Regions from separate parts of the Mus musculus genome. Here all the other regions are linked to region 2. A link is a contact called in public Hi-C and HiChIP or PLAC-seq data. All regions are on one chromosome and are shown on one strand. The core of a region is the stretch at or near the end of the contact, and the rest is flanking DNA. Distances in the headings are between cores, read along the strand shown.

Region 1 (4,140 bases), core at 1,448-3,947, 390 kb before region 2:
GTAAAGCATCTATCTTCTAGGCTCTAAATAACCATACTATGCAAATGGATTACAAATGGGTATCTCTCACCAGCTCAAAGTCTCTTAGCTCTAGGTTCGAATATCCACCTGTTTGATAATTCCAAGGTGTCGAAGAATGGCAAGTTCTGAAAGCTTGGATACCCCCCAATACCTACTGTGACAGGGAACACACAGGGCCTTTGCATTTTATAGATAACTAAGAAGAAAACAGAAGATACTCTAGGCTATGGGTGGGAATGATGCTATAGGTGAACTCAGGGTTAAAGTCCCTTCTTGAAGATATAATGCAACAGAAAGAAAAGCCTTTTCCATGGAAAGGTTGGAAAACGGTCTCAGAAATGTTTGCTTTTCTAATGTTATGTTTTGTTTCAAGGGTTGGACAAAGGGAACAAGACTGAACAGCAAATGACCTCAAATGAGTCATTCTGCAAACCTTCCGGGTAACCACAGCTCCAAACCTGAGTATCCATCGGTCTACTCTACTGATTTTTAAACATTTTTATTAACTGTGCCCGCGTGTATGTCTGTATAGTACATGGATCCAGTGCCCTTGGAGGCAAGAAGAAGTTGTGGGGTCCCCTGACACTGGAGTCACAGAAAGTTGTGAACTGCCATGGTGGTGCTGGGAATCAAACCCGGGTCTCTGGACGAGTAGCTGGTTCTCTTAACCACTGCACCACCTCTCCAGCCCCTAGTCTAGTAATTTTCAATCTACTTTAGCTGTAGCAACCTTTCTTCAATATTTAGGTAAAAGAAATATAGGCTGAGTTCCTCGGTTTGGCAGGGGGTAGCCACGAATTCTACCTTCCCCACTTCCTGCCACCCCACCACCCCACCACCCTGATCTAGTCTATTAAAACTGTGGCGAGCCTTTCACGTGCACTGAGCATGGCTTCCTCTGGAGAAGGTGGGGTAGGAGAGGAGAATATGACTGTCCATGGCATCGGTGGTGGCTGCTGGATGTAATAATGTGTAAGCCACTCAGAACCCACATTTATGATTACAAACCTGGAGACGCTGTCCCTTCTACAGAACTTGAAGTCTTTAGATAAGGCTTTCTTTTTCTTCGTAATTAATGGTAAAGTTGGGCACACGCACAGCCCACTGTACAAAAATTCCATTGCTAGGTCTTTAAAAAGTGATTTAAGTGGCAACTTCATAAAACCATTCTTCATTCTCAGAGAGGGGATTACTTAGGGCCCAGATGAATGGCATATGGATACCTCCTTGTGTAAAGTCTTGGCAATGAGAAAATGCTTTTTCTTACACATTTCCTTTATTTGGCAAAGGAGCTACAGAACTGTACAGGAGTTCGGGAAAGCACCCACGTGCATGCAAATGAACCAAAGGCTGAGGGCTGAGCTGATCTTACCAGCTGTATCACTTAACCACCCTACATGAGATTGGCCACTACAACTCAATCCCATCCCTTGGACAAGATGCTGACATCTGGAATGCCAGACAAAAGCCCAAGTACCTGTTATAGCACATGATCTAAGAACAGATTTTGAAAAATAACTGGTATTTGATTGACTATTCAACAGTTTCCCAGCAGTCCCACCAGGGTAAATCATAGCTCTTTCCCTGGCATTTCAGGGCAATTGAGCAATGTGGCTGTGATACAGCAGGGCATTTGGCTTAGCCCTGGGGGTGGAGGAAGCCCAGCTCTAGAGAAAGACACAGGCAAAGCTTCCACCTTAAAGTGGGAAGACAGGCTAGCTGTGAGTGTGCACAGAGGCCTCCGAGCAAGGAGCCACTTGCCAGCCAGGGATCTTTCTCACTCTGGTGAGCTGGTGCTATGTGCCTCCAGATATAGATGACCTCACACCCTCTGAACAAACTGGGGCTCCACACACTGAATAGAAATGTCCCTTTTCACACTTCCATGCTGTCTCCCTGACCTATGTCTCCGTGCGGAGAGGGAAAACTGGTGTGTCATCTCTCCAGGGTTTTCCTAAGGCCTCTAGGTGAAACCGAATGAAGCCGGACAGTTTGTGAGAGGCCAAGCCATGAGACCTCTCTGTGAAGCGTGGGGCTGAGGACGACTGAAGGCTGGGAGACACATGGTCCTTCCCAGTACACGACACACCAAGCCTGCCATCTCAGGGAGACAGCTCTGACTGCAGTAGCTCCCGGAAGTGCATCTCTCAGTCCACTCCGGCCGGACCCCACCCCAGCTTCTCATCCTGCTGAAGTCCAAGAGATCTGTGGAAAAATCTCTGAGAAAGCAGGAAAGCTGTGTTTCTCCTGGAGTTCGGTCGGTTCTAGTGTCGCTAGCACTTCTGCCATCCGTTAATGACGACCATTCCAAATGCACTCACAGTGCCCACCGACGTCTCCTCCAGCACAATGGCCGAGGTTGCACTCATCCATCGATCGTAATAGTGATCAATCCCAGGCCTAAGCAATTTTGGGCCATAGTTTTGCTTATTTCAAAGAGGCCCCTCCTACTACCTTCCCCCACACATCCAAGCAATAGCCCAGACACGATGCCCGGAACCCACCTCTTGATCTGTGAAAATCTCTATGAAGTTCTGGAAGGAGAAAGAGCCAGACTGCAGGATGAGCTCGCCAGTGTTCTCAAAGCACTGTCCGGTGAGCACCAGCAGTTTATGGCGGGCAGCGTCAGTGATCATCAAACGCACCTGAAACACAGCGAAGGCACAGAGTAAGGGAGGGTGCGGAGTAAGAGCGAGCTGTCCCCTTCCCCGCCCCCAAGTCCCAGGCACTATGACTGTGCCTGAAGCTTACTGCCAACCAAACGCGTTCATTCCGAGTGTCTAATTACTTCAGCTGAGAGTGGGGGCAGGGAGTGCTGGACAGAGCCCTGCCTGTAAGTTATTCCTAAAATTAATCATCGTGGTTATTAGTGTGCCAGTGAATCCCGTGTTGAGAGTTTTACTTCAACCCAAAACAGCAGGGTATTATTGACTTTCTCCCTGAGTCTCCTCCTCTTTTCAAAGTGGTCTTCACAGCTGGCAAGCATTTGTTCCACAGCTGTTATAAAGAATCTACTAGCAGCCTGCAGCCTGCAGCCTATGAGGCCAGGTGAGACTTGTGGCTATGCCAATCCAGGTCACCCAGCTAGCTTCAGAAAAGACATGTTTCCAAGCAGGCCTCAAGTTCCTACCCAGGATTCCTTTCTTGCAGTCCTTCCAGAGCAAGCACACCATGACAAATGCAGACTGCAGCGTTTGCATCAAGAAGCTTGACGGGACAGGGGACAGAAGAAAAGGCGACCCTTGAGTGGCGATCTGAGAAACTGAATTGAAAATAACTTACGCAAAAGAACCTTTGCTGGCAGGGAGGTGGGGGAGGGGGGCCAGTTGTCCTCTGCGGGAGCACTACCCTCTGAACCAAGGTTCTGAATTCAGTTCATGAATGTTTAGCACACACTACGTGCCCTGCATCATGTTCTGCACCAGGGAAAATTCAAAACTAAACAGGCCATGACCCCTGCCCATGAACCCCACAGGCCACACTCATAGAAAAGCATGCATACCTAAGCAGTTGTCTCAGGCTCATGTGGCCCACAAAGTAGCTTGATACTTCCAACAAAAGCTTTTAAACAAACAAAAAACAACCAAAAAACAAAAAACAAAACAAAACTCCTGTTTCACAGCTAGGCAGTCTACCTGGGTACATACTAGCCCTCCGGCTTCTGGGTGACAGAAAGTGCCCCTGGGTTTTCTGTGACTTCATGCCTAATTGGATTGTCAGAGCTTTTGCACGCAGAAGTAGGTCAAAACAGGCCCGATTACGATAGCCCCAAACCGAAAGCAACGAAAGTGGCAGAAACTAAGAAATGAGTTATCAGATGTCTACAAAAGGATGCCACACAATGGTCGAAAGGAGTGCGGGACCAACGTGCTACACTTGGACTAGATCATGACGCCACTAAGCTAAGTTAAGCTCCACAAAAGAGGCCACATGTTGTATGATGCCATTTGTATGAAATGTCTAAGACAGGAAAAAATCTGGAGAGAGAAAATAGGGATTGTCAGAAGCTAAGGGGCAGTGGGATAACTGCTAATGGGTTTAGGAAATTTTGGGGAGTGACAGGCATGTTTTGGAGTTAAACTGCTCATTTTTATAATAATTCTTAAAAAAAAAACACCC
Region 2 (4,196 bases), core at 1,678-4,177:
TACAATATATTTAGAATAAATTTGTGTATAAAATAGTGTACATGATATCATATGATTATCCAAATCTATACTTTAAATAAGAATCTATGTTTCGAGTTTTATAATATACTGCTTACATTGGATCCTACAGTAGTTTTCCACTTTTCCCTTGCCATGTGACCTTGCCGTGCACTTGGGTAGGCAGAGTATCCTTTCCATCTCCACTAATCGTGGGTTTGGCCATCTGACTTGTTTGACTAAGGGAACATAGGCAAAAGTGACAATCCGTCAGTCCAAACCAAGCCCTTAAGAGGCATTATGTGGGTCGGTTTCCACGCTTGCATTCCTGCCAACACCACAAGAAAAATATGTCCTTGGAAGCTGCTGACCCAAGAGGAATGCAAGACAAGTGGAATGGAAGGACACCAAGTGAGACTTTCAACCAAGCCGATCAAACCACAGCCTAAGAAAAGACACTTCGGCCAACACACAGACCCATGAGGAGGAGAGGCAAATGTGTGTTATATGCCACTAAATGTTAGCAGCCTTACTATGAAGCGTTACTGTGTCAGAAACTAAGGTGTGCGTTACTTAAATCTGTACTAGTGAGTGAAATCTGAAGAAGAAATTAAAATTACTAGAATATTAACTTTGGCTATCTCTAAGTGATAGGATTTGGTGATATTTGTTATTCTTTGGATAACCCCATCAAAGCCCAGTCCAAATCCAACAACCCAACCTAGCCTCACTCCCACACTCCAGCTCCACACATCCAACTACCTACTCAACATCTACATTCAAGGTCTTGATCTCAACACGCCCACCACTGAGCCACTGATATCTCCCTCCGTAATGCTGTCATACCCATCACTATTGATGGTAACGTCTTTCTCCCTGTTGCTCTATCTAGAAGACTTGGTTCATCTTTTTTCTCTCCTTTTTATAGCCTACATGTCTGCCAGTGATCCTGCCAGCTCTGACCAAGATATTCCAAGATGACAATACCTCTCTTACTTTCTGTCTCCACTACTTCCAACCTGACCCAAGTGTCAGAAACCGCCATCCTCTCTCACTTGGCTTACTGTGTGAGCCTCCTCTTTGGTCTCACTACTTTTCCCCTTCCCCTCAACAATCTAATCCTTGTAGATGCTAGAATAAGATTTTTTAAATGTAAAGCTAGGTTCTCTTGTATCACTGCTGGAAACCCTCCAGCAGGAGACCCTTGTTTTCTGCATGTTCTTGTAGTCATTGCTTCTCTGACCTCATCATTGTGTGCTGTCTCCCTGGCTCACTTGATCCTTGGAAGAGTTTCCTCACCCCAGAGCTGGTGTGCTGGTCCGACTCTGTCTAACATCCTACCCGACTGTATCTAAAGCCTCTCTCTATGCCATCTTTCTAAAGAGATCTACCCTAACCACCCTTTCCAGTTAGACCTCAGCCCCTTCCATATTACCTCGGCTCTCTTTTCTCTTTATTTTGTGCCATTTTTCCCCCACAGGCCTTATGTTCTCCCATATTAGTTGTCTGCTTCACACAATCATTATATTACCATATCACCACCTCCCTTGCTGCTAAAACTTGAGCATCTGAAGGGCAGCTGATTATCCACCTTGTTCTTGTTGAATCTCAACTGCCTTACCCATATCTGATGCACAATAAGCACTTAAACTGGATTCCTGGTATAATGAAGGAATTTATTTATAAAGTTCTTTTCAAATAATTAACATGTATTATTTCAACAGTTAAGAACTTTTTTTTTTCAAGTGATTTGGCATTTTTCTCTTTAATCAACTCTCTTCAGAGCCTGGTTAATCTGACACAAATACTTTCCTCGAACTTGAGTAGGATTAAACCCCTGTAACTCCTAACTTGGCATTCATGCTCAAAGTTGACCTGCAACCCTATATGCCCACCAGCTCTCCAGACACTGAAATCTCATTAGCTGATTTTCTTTCAGCCACTGATTGTTTATTTTCAGTATACAGTCTCTTTTGGCTACTTAAACTGTTAGTCACAAAGAAGAATAGTTTTAATTGGCCTTTCTAATATTCCTAAGCAAGGAACTCTTGTGTCCTCTGAGTTCAATATAGGTTTTACTCTATAGGCCATATAGGTCTCTACTGCAGGCTCCCTTGCAACTAGATTCCACTTTTCCAATAGACCTGGTCTGTTCTGTTGTTCGAACACAAGGCACCAGAGCATAGGCATTTAGCTCTTCTTCCTGCCTTTATCAGCAGTAACTCCAGCAGATTCTCAGTGCCTTGGCAGATTTGCTTAGCGTCATTCTGTCTCCAGCTACACAGGAAACTCTGCAGTAATTACTGGAAACTAAAACCTTTATACAAGCATCTTAGTTATAGTTCCTATTGCTATGATAAAATACCAAAACAAAGTCAGCCTAAGGAGGAAAACGTTTGTTTCAGCTTATTCCTTATAATCCAACATCTAAGGAAGTCAGGGTAGGAACACAAAGAAGGAACCTGGATGCATAAACTCATGCACAGGTCATGGAGGAGTGTTGTTTACAAGCTGGCTCATTTGGGGTTGCTCAGATTGCTTTTTTATAGAAATAGAACCACAAGCCTGTGGCACTGCCCACAGAGAGTTGGGCCCTCTCACATCAATCAGCAACCAAGAAAATGTACCATATGCTTGCCCATAAGCCAATCTGGTGGAGGTATTTTCTCAGTTGAGGTTCCCTCTTCCAAAATGATTCTAGTTTGTGTCAAACTGACATTTAAAAAAAAAATGAGCCAGCACAAGTAACTGTACCGCCCACATCTGTACTAGTTTCTCCAGAGAGGCCCAAAATATAAGTCACAGACAGTATGCTCACAGCTGAGAGGTAGAGACGTCCAGTAGTCAAGCACACAGATTATGAGTCAGACTATGCTTGCTCCAACTCTATTTCTTCATGGCCTGAACAAAGTTAGAGTGTCTCAGCTGACACTCAGATCAGTGAAGTCTACAGAATCACTAACAACTACAGGGTTTTTCTGGGGAACAAATGACTCATGCTTAGTACAAAATAAATCTCTAAGAAGTTTTTTTACGCAAGCTCGGCTGCAGAGTAAGCCCTTTAGTCACTCCCTGTTTGAACAAGATTGGCAGCCCAATGCCCTTCTACCCAGAAAGTGGAAGAGATCCTGATTATACCTGATCTGTAGAACACTCCCTGGTTTTCCATGTTCATCAGTTCACCAACTCTAAACACAATAGTAGCTGTTCACTTTGCATTGTAAGAGTTACTTCCCGGGGCTGGTGAGATGGCTCAGCGGTTAAGAGCACCGACTGCTCTTCCAAAGGTCCTGAGTTCAAATCCCCCGACTGCTCTTCCAAAGGTCCTGAGTTCAAATCCCAGCAACCACATGGTGGCTCACAACCATCCGTAACAAAAATCTGATGCCCTCTTCTAGAGTATCTGAAGACAGCTACAGTGTACACACATATAATAAATAAATAAATCTTTTAAAAAAAGTACTAAAAAAAAGAGTTACTTCCCAGAATTCCAGCAAAGAAACAAACAAGTGGGGACCCATGCCATGCTGCTCTGAAGGGAGCCTGTTTTCTAGCACTTGCGGAGGGAAAACCAGGTAATTTTTGACTCAGTCCAATTAGAAATTGGGCATTTTCAAGTCTAAACATCCGTGATCATTTCCATTCCACACTTCTGCACTCCAAACGTGACTCACCACTGTGATTTGATAAAACTCCACCAAAGTGTACAGATGTGACTAAGACTTGGAACATCTCCCATTTTCATGTGACTTAAAGGTACCAGTGCCAAGCAACTTCTTGAAGAAGAAGAAGAAAAATCAATTTCTAGAACTGCATGACCAAAATTTAGACCATGTGTTTCAAACTGATGGAAACCTCAGGAAATCCTAACTCCACAAAATCTAATCAGGTTTCCAACACTTAACCCAAGTGGTCTCATTTGGATAGGGAGAAAATTCCAGTTCTTGAAGAACTAAATTATGTTCCACATGGATTCATCTGTACCATGAAGAGTCTTTCTTGCCCCATGAGAATTTGTGTTGGGAAGAGAAAGTAGATTCCGAGTCTAAAGTTGGGATTGCTTTGGGAGGAGACCCGAAGGCACAATGAAGCAATTCTACTTAGAAATACCACACTTCAGCTTGCCAATTAAAAAGCACTTCTTTAGACAGTCAATCTTGGAAGAGAGTATATTACAAGAAAATGTATATCTTCTGAAT
Region 3 (4,253 bases), core at 1,621-4,120, 430 kb before region 2:
ACAGATAACAGGAATTTCATACTAAAATAAGTGAAGATGGACAACTGATTGGTTATCAGCAGTATACTTACAGAATAAAAACAGTAACAGATTTAAGACCTGACTTAGACCAAAAAAGGCTATTCTCAGTCTTAAAAAAAAAACACCCTCCATGCAGTGAATGGAGATAAAAGCAAAAGCCCATGGCTTCACAAGATTCTAAAAATAAAGGACAGTTGAAGGCTAGACCTTAGGCAAGACACATCTATGACCCCTTCATGGCTCAAGGAACATTGCAGAAGAGGGTACAGTGAAAATGTAAGAGTCTCAAGATGGGGAGCGGGGTTGTGAAATTCCATTTCCTGATCAGGATGTGGATGTGGGAACCACAGACCCAGCACTGTGCATTCTGTCAGTGAGTCCACAGCAGTCGGGGAATCCTGACAGTCAGCTGCAGAGGGTGAAGGGCCCCAGGGGCCATTCCACATACTGCTATTGGCACTCATTCTGAGAGGGGAGACGTGATAGTAGGGTGTATACCTACTGTGGAGCCCACCAAGCTCTGCGAGTTTGTTCTAAACACTGGATCAAACAGAGGGACTAATGAATGGGGAAAGAAATGTACAGGGCTACGGAAGGAGCTGGTGTGAGTAGGAGAGAAATGGGAGAAGATGGGCAGAGCTACCAAAATGTACAGTATACAGTTACAGAAAGAACAAAATTTATTAATAGCTTTGCTAACAGACTAGTCAATTGTTGAAACATTTTATTTCCTACAAAACTTGAGCTTCAATTAAAATTACTTGGGGGAAACTTGGTTTAACTTTTATGATTATATCATTTACTTTAAGTTTTAGGTGCCAGCTTGCAGGCTCTGATGTCCCTGTCATCTCTGCCATGAGTTAAGGATGTCCTCAGGCCCAAGCATCTGCCTAGCATGCACAGCTCTCCACATCAACAGCTTTGTCTTGTTCCTGATCTTAGTGGAATTGCTTTGAGTTTCTCTCTAGTTAAGTTGATGTTGGCTGTGGACTTGCTGTAAATGTCCTTTTTATGTTGAGGTATGTCCCCATGTCTCTAGTTTCTCCAGGAATTTTATTATGAAGGAGTGTTGGACTTTGTGAAAGGCATTTCAGTATCTAATGAGGTGATCCTGTGTTTTTGTCTTTCAGTTCGTTTATACAGTAGATCGCTGCCGCCGGTAAAACAGTTTTAACGTGCGCCCTTAAGATTCTCTGCATTTCTAGTTGGGCGGTAGTGGCGCACACCTTTAATCCCAGCACTCGGGAGGCAGAGGCAGGCGGATTTCTGAGTTTGAGGCCAGCCTGGTCTAAAGAGTGAGTTCCAGGACAGCCAGGGATGCACAGAGAAACCCTGTCTCGAAAAACCAAAAAAAAAAAAAAAAAAAAAGATTCTCTGGATTTCTGTGTCTGTTGTTATGTCCCCTTTTCATTTCTTTTTTTTTTTTAATTTGGATATTCTCTCTCTTATTAGTTAATTTGAATAAGAGTTGTTAATTTTATTGATTTTTTTTTTTCAAAAAAATCCCAACTCTTTATTTCATCGATTCTTTGGGTTTTTTGTTTTGTTTGTTTCTACTTTATTGATTTCAGCTCTGAGTTTGATTATTTCTCTCCATCTACTTCTTTTGGGTGTGATTTCTTCTTTTTGTTCCAGGGAAAGCCCTTTTAAAGCATTGTTCAGTGTCAAAGAGCCTGAGTGGTTTTGATTAAAAGTTTAAGAGGGTTCTTTGAACCCTTGAACCCTGTCTTCTGCCAGCATTCCTTTTGGTTCATCCCTGCCAGCACCTCTGTTCCCTAAGGCAGAATCCTGTCACCCTTCTTCTGTGGATTGTGCAAAGGAAGCAGTAGGGGAGGAAGGAGGAAGGAAGAAGGAAGGGTGGTTTTCCTGTTACTGTGCTTCCTCTGCCACGAGGGGGATCTCCTCCTGCTTTGTAGGAAAAAGGCAGTGTTTCCTCCTGGCTTCAGCTGACTATAGGCAGGATGGTACTCAAAACTGTCCGAGGAGGCTGTTTCCATATGCACAATGTTCACAAATGGCAGTGGAGGCTGTTTCCATACGCACAATGTTCACAAATGGCAGTGGAGGCTGTTTCCATACGCACAATGTTCACAGGTGTCAGCATATATATTTGCATTGGTAAACCCTAGTGTGCCTAGCCACTGTCGCCACATCCTTAAGTACCTAAGACTTTGCAGTAAGAGATGACATGTCTCCTGCCTGTGAAAGAGCCTTAGAGTTTAGTGTGTGTGTGTGTGTGTGAGAGAGAGAGAGAGAGAGAGAGAGAGAGAGAGAGAGAAAGAGAGAGAGAAAGAGAGAGAGGTGCCTAAGAGCTTTGTGTGTGTTGAGGGGGAGCCTAAGAGCTTAGTGGGGGGGGGGGCTAAAAGTTTATTGGGGGAAATAGGAGAGGTTGGTAGTTACAAAAATAGTGTGACTCTGACTGGATAGTGAGGCTGAAAACGAGTCCAGTCTTCCTTTCATGCTAGAGGAAAATAAATCCTCAGGGATTTGGCTCTGCTACACCCTGGGAGAATCAGTATGCTGCGAGCTCTGAGAGATGCTTTTCTTCTGTATCTGAGAGAAAAAAGTCAGGTTCTTAAGAAACCCAGATTAGTGCTGAACCTTCTCCCCCTCAGAAATGGCCGAAGACATCTGTAATCCCCCGCAGCCACGTCAGGTCTGCCCGCCCGCGCCGGCTTCTGTGCCATTGCAACCGTGTGCCTCATCTCCTCCTCCGCTGCGGCACACAGACCCTGCCTGCTTGAGAGTCTCTGGAAACACTGACCTCTCTCCAGTCAGTCAGACCGCTAATCCTGCTGACTTTCTTTGCCTTCTGTCTCCCTTCCCCTTCCTCAGAGTTATTCCTGTGTAGCCATGACTAATCAGTGTGTGGGTTTCCTGCCTTAGTTCCACCTTTCTTGACTTTGTAGTGTTTGTCTAGAGCCCTTTGCTTTTATAAAGATTAGTTCCAGGATCCAGTTTTCCTTAGCTTGCTGCCTCACCTACCCAGAAACCCTCTCCTTTTAGCTTCCCCCTCAGGCTTCCAGGGTACTTAAAGCTAACCTGTGAGCAGGCCTGTGTAACAGTCTCCAGAGTGGTTCCTGGTGCAATTCCAATTGATGGCCAAAGAGACAGAAGTGTTTCTTCTTTGGGGACACCATCAAGAGCATCAGTAATCACAGCATAAATATTTTTTTTTCTCTCCCCATAATTCCCTGGTCTGGTCAATCACACTGACTTTTGGAAGCAGATAAACTCAGTATCAAAGAACAACAGACTTTGTTCTGAATGGCTCCCTTAGGTCTCATGAAAGAAGGAGCCGAAGTAGCACACAGTCTGACTACAGTTAATATTTTTCTGTATTGGGCGGGGGGTGGGGGAGGCGAGGGGAGGTTTTATGTCCAGACTAGAGTTAGAGGTATTGTTAGACCAGCAGGGGTGGAATTTGGGTCATTGTACCTCACACAGGGCCACTACTGATGGATAGTCTTTTCATGGGTGTGTTATCTGTCTCCTGGATTTAGAAATGTAGATCTGCAACCTACACTATAGTGACCCAGGTCCCATTTGCCATCAGAGCCTTCCTCTCACGGTGTTTTATACTGCAAAGGGGACTTTTTTCTCTTATATACTGCAAAGGTGACTTCTCAGATAATGGAAGTCACTTGTGTCTTCATTGTGGTGTCATCTGTCAGGTTACAGTGGTAATGAAAGATTGGAACTTCAGGCTTCGAGCATCACAGCTCTGTAAACCCAACTCAGAAACCCACCTAGATATCTAATCACTTACATTTATTTCATCTACTAGGGGTAGCTAGTAAATTGTAGGTGTTCACGTCCAGGCTTTGTATTAGCCTTTGGTAATGGGATAGGGAGACATCTTTTAAAACATAGTACATTCATTTAATAGAGCTTCACCATATGTTTATTGAAAGTTAAATTAACTGAAACTTCCATAAGCATAAAATGTGGGATCTCAAGCAACAAAGGAATTTTAATCTGTAGTAGTGATATTTCCATTTTGTATTTGTGATAACTGAAAGAATCATCGAAGATTGTGAATTCTGAAATTAACAATTCTGAAAGCAGAATTTCCTGCAGGATAGAAAAGAAAGTAATTATCTTTCTAATTGCCTTTTTAGGATAAGAAAGAGGGCAGTGACAACTGAATCAGTGGGTCAGTCACACACTAGCTTTTAGTGGAAGTGCTTGATCCTTTTGATAACTGCAAGCTTGGCATTATGAATTGATTC

What was found. Hi-C and Micro-C count contacts between places; a contact is called where the count stands out from the background. HiChIP or PLAC-seq counts read pairs in DNA pulled down with a chosen protein or histone mark.
Region 1: a Hi-C map of muscle stem cells shows a contact between it and region 2, with 2.9 times the contacts expected there. The contact joins two enhancer-like sites. A contact is called at or near these places in 1 of 39 promoter capture datasets (hippocampal neurons), 1 of 15 datasets of contacts at CTCF or cohesin (embryonic stem cells), 16 of 484 Hi-C or Micro-C datasets (the C2C12 cell line, the N1E-115 cell line, cerebellar granule neurons and 10 more), 24 of 115 datasets of contacts at active chromatin or transcription factors (SST interneurons, VIP interneurons, astrocytes and 14 more) and 3 of 9 other capture datasets (adipose tissue, embryonic stem cells and pancreatic islet).
Region 3: a contact with region 2 is called in a FOXA1 HiChIP or PLAC-seq map of pancreatic cancer cells. The contact joins two enhancer-like sites. A contact is called at or near these places in 5 of 484 Hi-C or Micro-C datasets (differentiating embryonic stem cells, embryonic stem cells, lateral ganglionic eminence and 2 more) and 7 of 115 datasets of contacts at active chromatin or transcription factors (the NIH/3T3 cell line, T-cell acute lymphoblastic leukemia, cardiomyocytes and 4 more).

Annotation. Positions count from the first base shown.
Region 1 is chr13:99,439,109-99,443,248 of GRCm38.p6, forward strand. It overlaps Map1b (microtubule-associated protein 1B), which reads right to left. Exons shown (of 7, transcript NM_008634.2): 4 at 2,526-2,666. Among named protein-coding and RNA genes, the nearest start is that of 6430562O15Rik, 28 kb to the left of the region's middle. Within about 2 kb of position 2,698, at least 35 of the 459 cell types and tissues checked have an H3K27ac peak or open chromatin away from gene starts, as enhancers often do. A contact at or near this core is called in muscle stem cells, where this site is marked.
Region 2 is chr13:99,827,439-99,831,634 of GRCm38.p6, forward strand. No RefSeq gene overlaps it. Among named protein-coding and RNA genes, the nearest start is that of Cartpt, 71 kb to the right of the region's middle. Within about 2 kb of position 2,928, at least 40 of the 459 cell types and tissues checked have an H3K27ac peak or open chromatin away from gene starts, as enhancers often do. A contact at or near this core is called in muscle stem cells and pancreatic cancer cells, where this site is marked.
Region 3 is chr13:99,393,016-99,397,268 of GRCm38.p6, forward strand. All of the region lies in intron 4 of Mrps27 (mitochondrial ribosomal protein S27), which reads left to right. Among named protein-coding and RNA genes, the nearest start is that of 6430562O15Rik, 18 kb to the right of the region's middle. Within about 2 kb of position 2,871, at least 21 of the 459 cell types and tissues checked have an H3K27ac peak or open chromatin away from gene starts, as enhancers often do. A contact at or near this core is called in pancreatic cancer cells, where this site is marked.